Regions from separate parts of the Rattus norvegicus genome. Here region 1 is linked to region 2. The links are chromatin contacts, called in public Hi-C maps. All regions are on one chromosome and are shown on one strand. Each heading gives the region's core, a stretch centred on a gene start, on an enhancer-like site or on the middle of the called end of the contact. The rest is flanking DNA. Distances are from core to core; before and after follow the strand shown.

Region 1 (7,067 bases), core at 1,424-3,923, 120 kb after region 2:
TATAACATAGTTATAGCCTACTGCTAGAGAATTGAATTAAAACATAGGATTTCAGGATCTAGAAAGTGGATACCCAGAGAAGTAGAGATGCTGAAGAGAAAGCTCAGCTTCTCTTACTGTCTCTCCACCCACCCCACCCCCAACCTCCCTGAGGCCTGCACCTGCAAGAGGCATTGGTGGGCAATGCCAGCCTCATCCCAACAAGCCAGGTACCCTGCAGCTGCAGCAATACAGTCCAAAACGACTGGCTGGAGGAGGAAGAGCATTCTCTCAGTGCCTGCCACTCGCAGGCAACCTGTGCCTGTGGCCTTAGAGGAAGCACCTGCTGACTAGTCATGTTACACATACATGAGTCAGCAACAGGACAGCTGTCTTCTGAGTCCCCTGGGCTGCCAAGTGGAAAACAAGTCCATATGGGCAGCACACCAGGTGCACAGACTCCAGATGTACAGGCAGACAGACTCATGTGTGTGCATTGTTCATAAACACAGAGGAACACAGCAGACAGACCCCTGCTGCCCACCTACCTCTATCTCCCACAGACTGGTGCCATAATGCTCCCCCAAGGTGGAAAACTGACTCATTGTGCTAGCCATCCCTTTGTGAGAAACTTTGCACTCATTTGCTGAAACACATGGGTTGGGGAGCAAGGACCTCTTCTTCCCTGTTTTCTACTCATCCCTTCAGTTTGGTTGATTGGATTTTTAAACAGTCTCTTGTAGCCAAGACTGCTCTCAAACTCCTACTCCTCTTGCTTCTACTTCTCAAGTGCTGGAAGTACAGCTGAGTGTCACTATGTCCCACTATTTCCTATCACCTTGACATGAGGAATTCCTTTATCCTTCAAGGTTCAGTTGAATGGGTGGCCTGCCCATTGATCTGATTTGGTCTGATTTGGGTACCTATGCAGGAGCTTTCCTCAGTCTGTTCTTACATTGGTCCTTTCTAACCCAGTTCCTGTGGTATGGTGGTTATGAGTTCACCTCACATCAATTGGTTCTACATAACTATAATAACTGAGAACACAACTTAAGGAAGTCAAGATTTATTGTGCTTACTGCTTGAGAGGTTTCAGTCCATGATCAATCATTGTTCCTCACCTCTGGTTAGTCTGAGCATCATGGCAGAAGGTGGGGCAGAGCTAGTTGCCCAATGGCAACAGGAAATAATGAGAAAAGAGCAAAAGGGTCTCAGGACCAGATACATCCCGGAAATGTACTCCCCTGGCGACCATTTTCTCCAATCAAGCCCTACTTCCTAATTTTCACCATTTCTAGCATCACCCTAAAATTCTGAGTCCATCAATAAGCTCGTTGATGAATCAAGACTCTCTGGATCCAATCACCTCTCAATGATTGGATCTACCAACAAGGGCCAATATTTCAACATGTGAGCTTTTTTAAAGTGCATCATATCCAAGCCAGTGAACTCTAGATACTTCTGTTCCAGTCTCTGCCTCTCACTAAAAGATCAGCTTTTGGAGTCAGGAATCATGGCTTACTTGTTTTTGATCCCCAGTTCTCAACACAATGATGGGCATATTGTAGTAAGAGTAGATGCATGTTTGCATGTGCAAACATGCTCGCCATCCTACCTATCCCTGGAGAAAGTCCATGCTGGTCCCTGCCTTGCAGCCTCTCTTTTCTGATCATCATGCAAATTCACCACACATGTGCTCATACTAAGATGTTGGACACCTATACACATATGCATAATTGCATAGGAATGAACAAGTTTTTAATTAAATCAATTCATTTGTTTAAATTCATTGTTCTGGTACACACACACACACACATACACACACACACACACACACACACACACACACACACATGCATAAATGAGATAGAAATTTCCTAATTTTTTTCTCAGAAATTAAGACTACATCACGAATTTAGAACTCCTGAGAAGACTGGTAGTCAGAAAAAGAATGATGGAATCTCTCTAAGATCATCTCAGCCTTGAGTGAATCACAGCCCAGTATGTAGGTGATATAACTAATCAAAATGTGAGGAGGTTGTCATGGAGATCTACCCACATCTTCCTTCAAGGGAAGACATGTTGCCTTCACTGATGCAAACAGAGCCTCAGCTGCAGAAAATCCCTAACTCAGTCCTGTCCTGCTGAAGGCTACCCTCTCAGGGTAGGGATGTGTCCATTCATTCTACTCCTGTCCTGGACTGAGCTCCTGGTGGGGTTAGTTGAGGATTTGAGATCTATACTGAGCCTCAGTAGCCTTCTTTGCCTCTGTCCACACAACCACAAGCTTAGACAGGCATCATCCATCCCTGCAAAACATGGGAATAGTCTCAATCTGCCTGTGACCCATATACTGAAAGGACTGGAACAAAGTGGCCCCCATGGAAATTAAGCTAGAACCATTCTGCCTGCTTTCAGCATAAGTCCTGCCTTTTATGTCAGTGGAACAGAAAAAGATAGAACCCAAGTCCTCAAGAGCCCCCCAGGCTGAGCTTCCAATGCGCTCTACTGTGCATGAACGCCAAGCACCTTGTTTGTATCGTCTGAATCACAGACCCCATGGGACCCATGGGCTTGAAGTCTGGAGCCACAGCACAAAAAAGACTTCCTTTTGTTTGTCTCCTTTGTCCTCACCCCAGCTCTGGCTCACAAGAACCCTCAGCCCAGGCCAGGCTGGCTGGTTCTTGGTGAACAGGGCTGCCAACTCTGAGTCACCACTGGTGGCCTCTTCAGGAATTTTGGAATAGCAGAGGCTCAGGTGACTTTTGTTGTTTCAGCTGGGAACATCCCTGCTGCTGGGGGAGAAGAGAAAGACAGGAAAGGGGAAAGGCAGTGAGGACGGTCATGCTGCAGACAGACTAATTTTGACCTTGGGAAGGACAGCTTGCACGAAAGAAGTCAGGTACAGAATGCTGCTGACTGAGTGACCTTGGGCACTGTCCTCCACTGTAAGCTAATCATATAGTGTGACTGAGGAACAACAAACATCAACTCTAGGACACAGACCGGCCTTACCCTCTAGCCCTTTGAAGTCTTCGAGGACCCATGACCTGGAAGAATGCTTGTGTGCCAGGTCACCTCTTCACAATTTGTTTGGCTTTTTTGTTTGTTTTCAAGATAGGGTGTCACTGTGTAGCTCAGTCTATCTTGAGCTTGAGGTGATCTTTCTGCTCTCCCTGCCTTTCTACTGTTTGGGACCACAGAACTGCATGCCTCTAAGCCTGGTACCCTTTGGTGCTTTCAAGTTTCAGTGTATAAGCCAGAATAGTTAACAGACATCGGACTGAGATGCGTCTGTCTCTGAATCCTCACTTTTCTGCTCTGTGATTCTAGCCAGTGGTATATGTTCTAAAAGCACTCTTTACCCTTCCTCTGAAACGATTTAGCAGCCATGACTAAAGATCAGCAAGTATCAGATCAGCCTGTATGTTCCTCTCAAGCTAGCACTTACTACTATAGTTGAAATCTAAGCCATTTCACTGCTATCTTCAGAATTACCCATGTTGTGCTAATTCTGGGGTAGGTGTGGGGTAAGGTGTACAGGAATAGCCACTCAGCAGTTCTAGTCCATGGTCCCAGTACTAATATTCTTTAAAAGGTTTATTTATTTATTTTATGTATGTGAGTACACTGTTGCTGTCTTCAGACACACCAGAAGAGGCATTCGATCTCTATTACAGATGGTTGTGAGCCACCATGCAGTTGCTGGGAATTGAACTCGGGACCTCTGGAAGAGCAGTCAGTGCTCTTAACCACTGAGCCATCTCTCCAGCCCCTAATACTAATATTCTGAGTGCACAAGTATGGAGAGGAGGAAGGGGTATTGAGACCCAAGTAGAGTGTTCAGGAAAATGAAGAGAAGGTGTGAGCACAATGCTACTAAAGCCTGATGAAGAGGGAGACCTGGGCGCCATGCTTTTCTACACTTTTCTGAAGTGATCTGGCAGTGCCAGCCTGTCTTGCATTGTAGGGTTACTGTGCAGCCTTGGTTCTGAACATGCAACATGTTAACTTCGCACTCTATGTGCCATTCTAGCATGCAACACCATCTATGACTGCCTGAGCTTCCCGGGCTCAGGTTTGAGACTGCTGTTTGCTCCAAATTGTGTGGCCCTGCTGGCTTTGACTAATTTTTGATTATTGCACATTCAGAAGCTTTTTTGATAGTTGCTATGTTTTTCTCAACCTCTACTTCGATTACATGACTCTACATGGGGTTATAATTCCTGGTTTCATAAGCTGTGCTCTAGAGTACCCTGAGACTCTAGAAATGTTCCTTTATGACACAGAGCACTGCTGAAGTGGTCTCAGAGACCTTACAGGGTGTCAGGAAAGAGGGATCTGACTCTTCTGAAGTGATGCTGGCAGCTCCTAGAGAGCAATCCTAGTCTGTGGCTCTTTCTGCATTCAGTGCCTTTGATGGCCCCACTTCAGTCCTCAATGCATGCAAATGAATACACGAAGGCAGTGGGTGGCTGCTCTGGGAAGGGATTGCTGTGGATCATGACATAGAAGCCACTTAATTCTCAGAGACCCAGGGCTCCCCAGACACCTGAGCCAGACCTTGACCCAGCCCACCTCTTCCTGACTCTCTACCAATTATTGACACTGTCACCAATTCCTCCTAAAATCTGTTTAGCAGATCAACTGCTTTGACTTGGTCAGATGTGACTATTAAAAGGAAAATTTTCAGCTTGTCCTTTTGTGCTGTTTCCTAAATGTGCTGTCTCAAGTATTCTGTTTGCAGGAAGTATAATCATGGAACATTCCCACTGAATAAGAACGTTTGTTTATCTTTCATCACGAATGGGAACAACCGGTTCGCATCGTTTGTGGGCACAAGCCATGTTCTCCCACAGTCCTAGGCTCTCAGACTTCTCAGGGTGGTTACCTCCAAACATCTAAGCAATTTTCCTCCTCTCCAGTTTTAAAATTCCAGGCACACAGTCCAAGAATTAACCTACCACCACCCCACCCAACAATGGAAGTTAATGGTGGAGACAGTAACTTGATTTGCCAAGTTCCTGTTTTATAATTTGGAATCTAAGAACTACTGCTTTCTCTCTTGGGTTCTGATGTAGAATTAAGAGAGTTTGCCGTGCCTCCCTATCCCCACCCCACAGTGAATCCTTAAGAGTAGGATCCAGAAAGGTGACCATGAAGAAAAGCAGCTGAAGAGACAGCACTGGATGTATATATCCTGAAGGAAAATTCAGGAGTTCCCCCAAGGAGTGATGTGTAGCAGTGCCAAATACTGCAGAGAGGTTAAAGGACAGGAAGCTGAGAACTGACCAGTGAACTTGACAAGGGGAGATGCTCAGTGACTTCGACAAGAGGTGAGCTGACCACTTATGTCCACTGAGAAGAAAATAAATGGAGGCTGTGATCACATGCAGCCCCTTGAGGAGCTTGACTATAAAAGGCAGTACAGACCAGGCTTGGGACTGCAAGAGCGAGGCTCTTTTTTTCTTAGTAGAAGTTTTACAGTGTGTTTACGCACTGGTGGGGAGGAATTCAGAGAGGGAGACTCTGAGGATGAAGAACAAGGAGAGAATTGGAGAAAAAAATCTCATGGGTCAGTGAGAATGCAGTGCAGAAGGTAGCTTTGCCTAGGAGCAGAAAGAACCTCCATGGACTCTGCAGGGGTGACAAAGGCTGTGGAAAGAGGCAGAGGGTCTGGAGACTTGCTGAGAAGACTCACAGCTTCTGGGGAACTGTTGCACTCTTCTTTATACATCCAAGTGGAGAACCTGGGTAGCCATGCTATTCTGCATCTCATGACTGCTTCTTATTTCCTTTGAGTCTCATTTTCCTAGAAAAAAACTAAAAACCTCAATAGAGGGATCACTGAAATACTGACTCTGTGGAGTTCTTAATGGAGATTTAAAAAGTAGGGCTGATAAGAGAGTAGCACATGACCAAGTTCACCATAAGACTAATCGATAGGAGAAAGACATAAAGAACTCCCTTATTGAAATGCAGGAAAACACAAGTAAACAAGTAGAATCCCTTAAAGAGGAAACACAAAAATTCCTGAAAGAATTACAGGAAAATACAACCAAACAGGTGAAGGAATTGAAAATGGAAATAGAAACAATAAAGAAAGCACAAAGGAAGACAACCCTGGATATAGAAAACCAAAGAAAGAGACAAGGACTTGTAGATACAAGCATTGCCAACAGAATACAAGAGATAGAAGAGAGAATCTCAGGGGCAGAAGATTCCATAGAAAACATCGACACAACTGTCAAAGATAATGTAAAACGCAAAAAGCTCCTAGCCCAAAACATACAGGAAATCCAGGACACAGTGAGAAGATCAAACCTAAGGATAATAGGTATAGAAGAGAGTGAAGACTCCCAGCTCAAAGGACCAGTAAATATCTTCAACAAAATCATAGAAGAAAACTACCCTAACCTAAAGAAAGAGATGCCCATAAACATACAAGAAGCCTACAGAACTCCAAATACATTAGACCAGAAAAGAAACTCCTCCCATCACATAATAGTCAAAACACCAAATGCACAAAATAAAGAAAGAATATTAAAAGCAGTAAGGGAAAAAGGTCAAGAAACATATAAAGGCAGACCTATCAGAATCACACCAGACTTTTCGCCAGAGACTATGAAAGCCAGAAGATCCTGGACAGATGTCATACAGACCCTAAGAGAACACAAATGCCAGCCCAGGTTACTGTATCCTGCAAAACTCTCATAACATAGATGGAGAAACAAGATATTCCATGACAAAACCAAATTTACACAATATCTTTCTCCAAATCCAGCCCTACAAAGGATAATAAATGGTAAAGTCCAACACAAGGGGGCAAGCTACACCCTAGAAAAAGCAAGAAACTAATCATCTTGCAACAAAACAAAGAGAAGACAAGCACACAAACATAATCTCACCTCCAAATACAACTATAAGAGGAAGCAACAATCACTATTCCATAATATCTCTCAATGTCAATGGACTCAATGCCCCAATAAAAAGACACAGATTAACAAACTGGATATGTAATGAGGACCCAGCATTTTACTGCCTACAAGAAGCACACCTCAGAGACAAAGACAGATACTACCTTAGAG
Region 2 (6,737 bases), core at 1,618-4,117:
AATCAACACACCAAAAGGAGTCAGTATGGAATTTTTACTCTCTTCCTTCCACCAGGTCACAGACCATCAGTTATAATCAATTTATCTAATTCTACAATCTCATATTACAGGCCGTAGCCTTCTCCAGGAGAAGTGTACTCACAGTGTGTTTGATCTTAGCCTTGATGTGTAGAAAATAAGAAAACTTTTACATTGTTTAAATTTTTGAAGTCCTTTTTTAGTACATTATCACTCTTTCTATTCATTATTTGAGAATTTCATATGTGTATATAATGCAGTTTAATTTTTTTTACCCAATAAATTTTGCTGTAATGGATAACTCCCAGTGTTTGTTTTATTGCTAGTATTATTACTGTTACTATAACAATGCAGTGTTACAAGGCCATTTCCACAAGTATACAATGTTCCTTGAGGATGCCCATCCCCAACTCCCTTCTTCCCTAGCTATAGCCCCTTCCCATTCATTTTGACTCTGCTCTTCACTTGAGAGCTGCAGGATCCAACCCCAGAGCTCTGTAGGCAGATGCACACTCCCACCTCTAGAGGGAGCCTACAGTGTGCTTGAGTCCATTGCTCTGACTTCCAAGAAAAGATGTTGACATCATTGAGAAATCCTCAGACAAACCCCCAGGTTCTTTCCCAAACTCCATTCATACACAGCCCAGACTGTTCAAATCCCATGAAAATTTAATTTTGCTAGAACTGGTTTTCACTGTAGAGTGGTCTTCAGCCACCATAGTGGCCCCTCCTGAGGATTTTTTCCTAAATTAAGCAAGTGGTACATAAGATGCAGAGATAAAGGCCTTGTCTCTTAGCCTCTGCTGCAGCTGAACTCCAAAGTTAGGCTCATTTGGAAATTAATATTTAATAAACACCTTCTGTGTTCTTTGCTTCTTACATTCTATACCATAAACATATTTAAGGAGTATACTACTTATGCTTCTACTGGACTCAGTTATGTCAGAATATGTTTCTGTACTCTAAATTACTGCCTACTGCCAAGTAGTTGGGAAACAACCAATAGGCACATGAGGCTTGCTAGCACAGGAGTTATGGTCTTACAAAGCCATTTCCACACTAGCGTATAATGCCCCTCCCCCACAATTCTCTTTCCTAGCTCTCTAGAGAATGACTCTAGAGCTTCATTCCCTTTCTGAAGGACACAGCAGATGAGAGCATTGCTACCAGGTTATCAAGTAGAGTAGAGACTTGGCCTGGAGCTGTTCTCAAAGTCAGACCAGGAACACACTGAGTTTACTACAAGATCAACTTTGTCTCAATAATGAAAAAAAATTATTTGTTAAAAATCACTGGGTTGGGGATTTAGCTCAGCGGTAGAGCGCTTGCCTAGCGAGCGCAAGGCCCTGGGTTCGGTCCCCAGCTCCGAAAAAAAGAAAAAAGAAAAAAAAAATCACTGACTTCAAAGTGTGGCCACTGGGACATGGCCTATGGTCCAGTACGTAATCCCATACCCATGCTCCTGTAAGCAACCTTAACCAAGCTCTGTACATGGCCCAGAAAAGACATAGAAGTGCAGGGGAACTTATTGGAAATAAGGGGTTCAGCAGAAGTATGAAGATTAGAAGAGGTAATGGGGTGGATATTAGCAAAATATATTATTTACATGCATGAAATCGTGAAAGAACAGATTTTTAAAAACACTAATTTTGTATCTCTGGACACAGTCTACTGGAAGCTAGAAAACCTTCTATCAAGAACATCATAGAAGGGAGTGGAGAGAACGCTCCACCTCTAACGATCTGCAAATCTCTCCTAAGCTCTTATTTCCTGGTTCAGTTTTTTCTAAAGATATTGATTTGGCTCTTTGTGGGTACATTTTTCCCCTCTAGAAAAACAAAAGAACTATGTCTCAACTCACTGGTCTGTAGACCATCCTGTGAGATCAGAAGGAAATGATTAATGGTGTGCATGGTGGGGGAGGGAAAGAAGATGAAGTCAGGAAAGGCTGCACAGAGTGTGTTGAGTGACAAGAAGAGTAAGCACTGGGCAGGGGGCAGCAAAGGTATGAGAACATAGAGGAGCTCAGGTCATAGAAGGCACCATGTGTGTCCCGGAATAACTTCCCTTGGAGCCATTCAAGTAATGGTAGGAGTAGAGGGTAATAAAGAAGAGTGATTTGCAAACTATTTAATGCTGAGAATGGCATGGCTCTGAACCAGTTGAATTGGAGGCCAGCCAATTCAGATCCCTGTGAAATGCCAGGCAACTATCAGGTCTGCCAGTAAGCCTGCGAAGTAATTTGTGGCCACATGATCCTAAGTGAAAAGAAGCACAATCACATTTGCAATTGAGATCATCCTTTGGGGGAGCTGGATTGCTAATGTCTTCATGGCTATGAATGTGTGAAGCTGATAGAATTTACTCAGCAAGTCACTTCAAAATGAAATGTTGTGCAGAGTCCCAAACCCAGCTATGGAAAGAAGTCTGGACTGCAGTCCAGGCTGATGATGGTGGAGCCAACAGCAGTAGCCATAGTAAAGCCCGTAAGGGGCCAAACTAAATCTCAAGCCTTTGACCTATGAAAAACCAAACTCTATCTCCTTTTATTGTCATTAGTGCCAGGGTGACTTTTAGTCAAAACCCAGCTTGGTGTTGACTGTCGAGTTTATATACCACAAACAGCAACTTACCTACTTATATATACATACTTTTGATGGAGACATATGAACTAAAAAGCAGTATGGCTGATCAAGGCAGGAAGGTAAACATCAGTTAATTTAAAGCAAGATTTTCCCAGGCAAACGGCCTCTAAGTCAAGTGAACGCCAAGCAAAGGCACCATGTCACCATACTGGAATTCCTCTACTCTTGAGATGCTGGGAGAGTCATCAGCACTGTGGATTAAGGTCACTTCCTAGTGTGCAATGAAGGGTTTGCCATTAGATCTGAAGGAGGACTAAACACTGAGCAGCATCTGGGGACCATTAGTCACTGAGTTGTCAGGGATGTTTGTTATCAGACTCCTGGAGCATAACGAGCCGCCTTTGTAGAGAGGAATGTGACAACCTCCTAAGCACCCCGAGACAGCTTCTAGGGACAGGCTACTGGCTATTCTTTAGGATGGCACTTGTATGTTTGGCTGTAAGTGGCCAAAGATGCCCTCATTCTTTTGTAGCGAGTTATTGCTGGCAAAGTTGACCCCACTTCAACAAGAGTCTTCTAAACCAGATCTTAAGATAGTCCCCTTACTCTAAGGCACACAGCATGTCAAAGGGGGTAAATGGTGTACTTGGACCCGGAAATGCAACTAGGAGCAACTGACCCACCCCTCAGGCTCCATGCCTGTGAAAGTAATCCTATTCTAACCTATGGCTGCTGTCATGGCCCCAAGGCATTAGGGAGCGATGGGTTAATGAACCGATCATTGCTGTGTACGGGCCACCTGACAATGTTGTTATTTCTCATTGGTTCAGACAGCACTAGGAGTGTGGAAAAGCAGAGTCTTCCCTCTGCAGCATAAGCTCCTGGGGGTTGCTATTGGAGAATGGGCTTCAAATGCTCTTAGAAATAACACAGAACTGGGGCAGGGGATGGGACGGAAGGAGGTAGGATCAGTCGATAAAATGCTTGATGTACAAGCATGAGGATCAGAGCTGGGACCCCAGAACCCACATAAAAGGCTGCCTGTAATCTCAGCATGCATTACAAGACAGGGTCCTCAAGGCAATCTAGCTGGCCAGACTCACCAAAAATGTGAACCCTGAGTTCAGCAAGGGACCCTATCAAACATAAGGAAGAGAGTAATCAAGGAAGATACCAGATGTCAATCTCTGGCCTCCACATGCATGCACATACACACACCAGGTGCCTGCAAGCACATACACATGTACAGAGAGGAAGAGGAGGACAAGGGTAAGGACAAGGAGGAAGAGGAGGAGAAGGATGATAATGATTAAGTAGGACTGAAAGACCATCAATCATTTAAGCAGCTGTGGGAGAGCCATGGGGCTGGTGGTGGTAGAAAAGGTAAAAATCTGTGAACAGAAGATCACTGAGAGAGAACTAACATCAGAAACTTGAAGACATTTATGTGGTCTTTGGATTCCTGCTGTCTGGGTTTGAACCCTAGCTTTTCCTCCTCCCTTTTCTTATCCATTCGATCTGTAAAATAGGTATACTGTTAAATAAATCTAACTTAAAAGTTTGTTACAAGTATTTAAAATAATATAGCTAAACAGAGCTGAAAATAGAAAGCATCAGTGAAAAGCAATCCTTCTTTGAAGGAAAACTGACTTCGTTGTAACAAAACAAGAAATGTAATATAACATGAAAATACAGACTGCCAGTTATCAGGGCTAGAAAGAACTCAGAAATGCCCTCATTCTTTTATACCGAGCTATTGCTGGCAAAGCTGACCCTACTTTAACAGGGATCTTCTATTCAATGTGTTAATTCTCTAGAATGTATTAAGTCTTCAGTATATTAATACTCTAGAATTAATATACGTAGTGTCTGAGTCCCAGAGAAGTTGGCTATAGTTACACGGCTATTGGTGATAAAGTGAGACCCCAGCAATAATCTTTGAAAACCAAAGCAATTCCTTTTCCTTGTCCTAAAAGATTTTCCAATACCAATCCATGGACATGAACTCATAGCACAAAAAACATATGACTCAGAAGCGTGTTTAGCCTCGTGTTTATGGTAGACCTTCATATGCATATACCCTTGTAGATAGCAGATGATGCACAATGGAATTCAGGCTCGCATATCAGTTCCTATCCATCAACAAATAGGTGGATAAACAGGCTAAATATCCATCAATAAATGAAAGAATAAACAATTTACATTGTACCTATACAATAGAATATTAATATACCATAATAAGAAATGGCATGCTGACACATGCTAAAACATGAACAAACCTAAACACATCATGTTGAATGAAAGAAGCTAGGCAAAAGGCTGTATATTGTAACAGTTCATTCCAGTGAAATATTCAAAATCCATAGACACAAAAAATAATTAGTGATCATTCAGAGTTGGAGTTTGCTTGGGGTTAAGGAAATAGGAGGAATAAGAAGTGATTGTCTTATGGGTAAAGTGTTTCTTTTTGGATAAAGTATTTTGGAATCTGATGGAGGTAATGATTGCACAGTTGTAAGTGCACTGTATGTTACCAAGCCATTAACTTTAAGGTGGTTCACTTTACATTAAAAACTACATAAAATACAATGAATTGCCTTGGCTTTAACTGTAGAAGCCAATACATAGTTAATTATATTTCTTAACTATTCATTACAATTCATTAAAAATATAGATGTTGATCAATTCAGAATATTTGTGTCAACTGTCTTCTAAACTTTCATTCTTTCTTTCTTCTTGGAATACATGTTGGTAGAATATGTGTATTTCCGTGTGCATGTTTGCATGTATGGGGGTACATGTATGTGCACAGGTGCATTTGGAAGGCCATGTTGATTCGGGTGCTTCTTCAACTGCCCTCTACTTTATTTGTTGAGGCAAGATAACTCCTAGAGCACAGATCTAGAGGAGTCCAGCTAATCAAGTTGGGATTCCCTGTCTCTGTCTCTTGAATGCTGGTATTACAGGCAGCTGCTTCACCTGCCCAGTTTTCACATGGGTTCTAGGGAGTCAAACACTTGTCCGCCTGCTTGTCTGGCAAGGGCTTTATCCACTGGGCCATCTTCTAAACCTGAAATTATCTGTACTTTCTGTTCCTAAGTTTCATGATCTGCCAAGTAGAAATAATAACACTTGCCTCATTCACTGTTGAGATTAAGTAATAGATATAAATAGAAATGTACCCATTTGTAATTGGATAAAGTTGTTTGCATTGATATTACCTTTTAACATGAGCACAGACATGTTGTCACTGGGCTAAATCCTTGGCTTCAGTGTACATAATTTATAAATCCCTACCATTGCACTCTTTTCAATTTAATTTTCCACCAAGGTGAGCTGTTGTAATAGCAGACCACATAAGTTTTATAGAAGAAATGTCTTTGCTCTTTCCTTGTTCTCAGAGGCAGCACTTGTGTAGCAAGGTATATTTTCTTGATCAAAGGCATTTCCCATATAGTCATTAAGTCCTCGGACCAAAAAAAAAAAAAAAACCATACAGTGTCTAAGGCTGTGCATGTTCCAGAAGTGGACGTCACAGAACAGAGCTGACAATAGATCTATTCTCTAGGACAATCAGTGCTTCCTCACTAACAATAAAATATGTGGTTGCCATTGTCTCTGCTTGCCATCACAGTCATTTAACTAGAAATAGTCACATGGTGCAGTCTGGATACACAGAACACTGGGAAACACATTGTATGATTACTTATTTTTTCCCTTTTTTTTCTTTTTTTTTTTTATTAACTTGAGTATTTCTTATATACATTTCGAGTGTTATTCCCTTTCCCGGTTTCCGGGCAAACATCCCCCTCCCCCCTCCCCTTCCTTATGGGTGTTCCCCTCCCCATCCTCCCCCCATTGCTGCCCTCCCCCAAACAATCTAGTTCACTGGGGGTTCAGTCTTAGCAGGACCCAGGGCTTCCCCTTACACTGGTGATCTTACTAGGATATTCATTGCTACCTATGAGGTCAGAGTCCAGGGTCAGTCCATGTATAGTCTTTAGATAGTGGCTTAGTCCCTGGAAGCTCTAGTTGCTTGGCATTGTTGTTCATAAGGGGTCTCGAGCCCCTTCAAGCTCTTCCAGTTCTTTCTCTGATTCCTTCAACGGGGGTCCTATTCTCAGTTCAGTGGTT

The links. Hi-C and Micro-C count contacts between places; a contact is called where the count stands out from the background.
Region 1: a contact with region 2 is called in a Hi-C map of psoas muscle, with 2.4 times the contacts expected there. The contact joins two enhancer-like sites. A contact is called at or near these places in 4 of 12 Hi-C or Micro-C datasets (kidney, liver and psoas muscle).

The regions. Positions count from the first base shown.
Region 1 is chr1:153,122,343-153,129,409 of GRCr8, forward strand. The region is part of intron 8 of Me3 (malic enzyme 3); the gene reads left to right. Among named protein-coding and RNA genes, the nearest start is that of Ccdc81, 78 kb to the right of the region's middle. Within about 2 kb of position 2,674, at least 30 of the 93 cell types and tissues checked have an H3K27ac peak or open chromatin away from gene starts, as enhancers often do.
Region 2 is chr1:153,001,079-153,007,815 of GRCr8, forward strand. The region is part of intron 2 of Me3 (malic enzyme 3); the gene reads left to right. Among named protein-coding and RNA genes, the nearest start is that of Me3, 58 kb to the left of the region's middle. Within about 2 kb of position 2,868, at least 6 of the 93 cell types and tissues checked have an H3K27ac peak or open chromatin away from gene starts, as enhancers often do.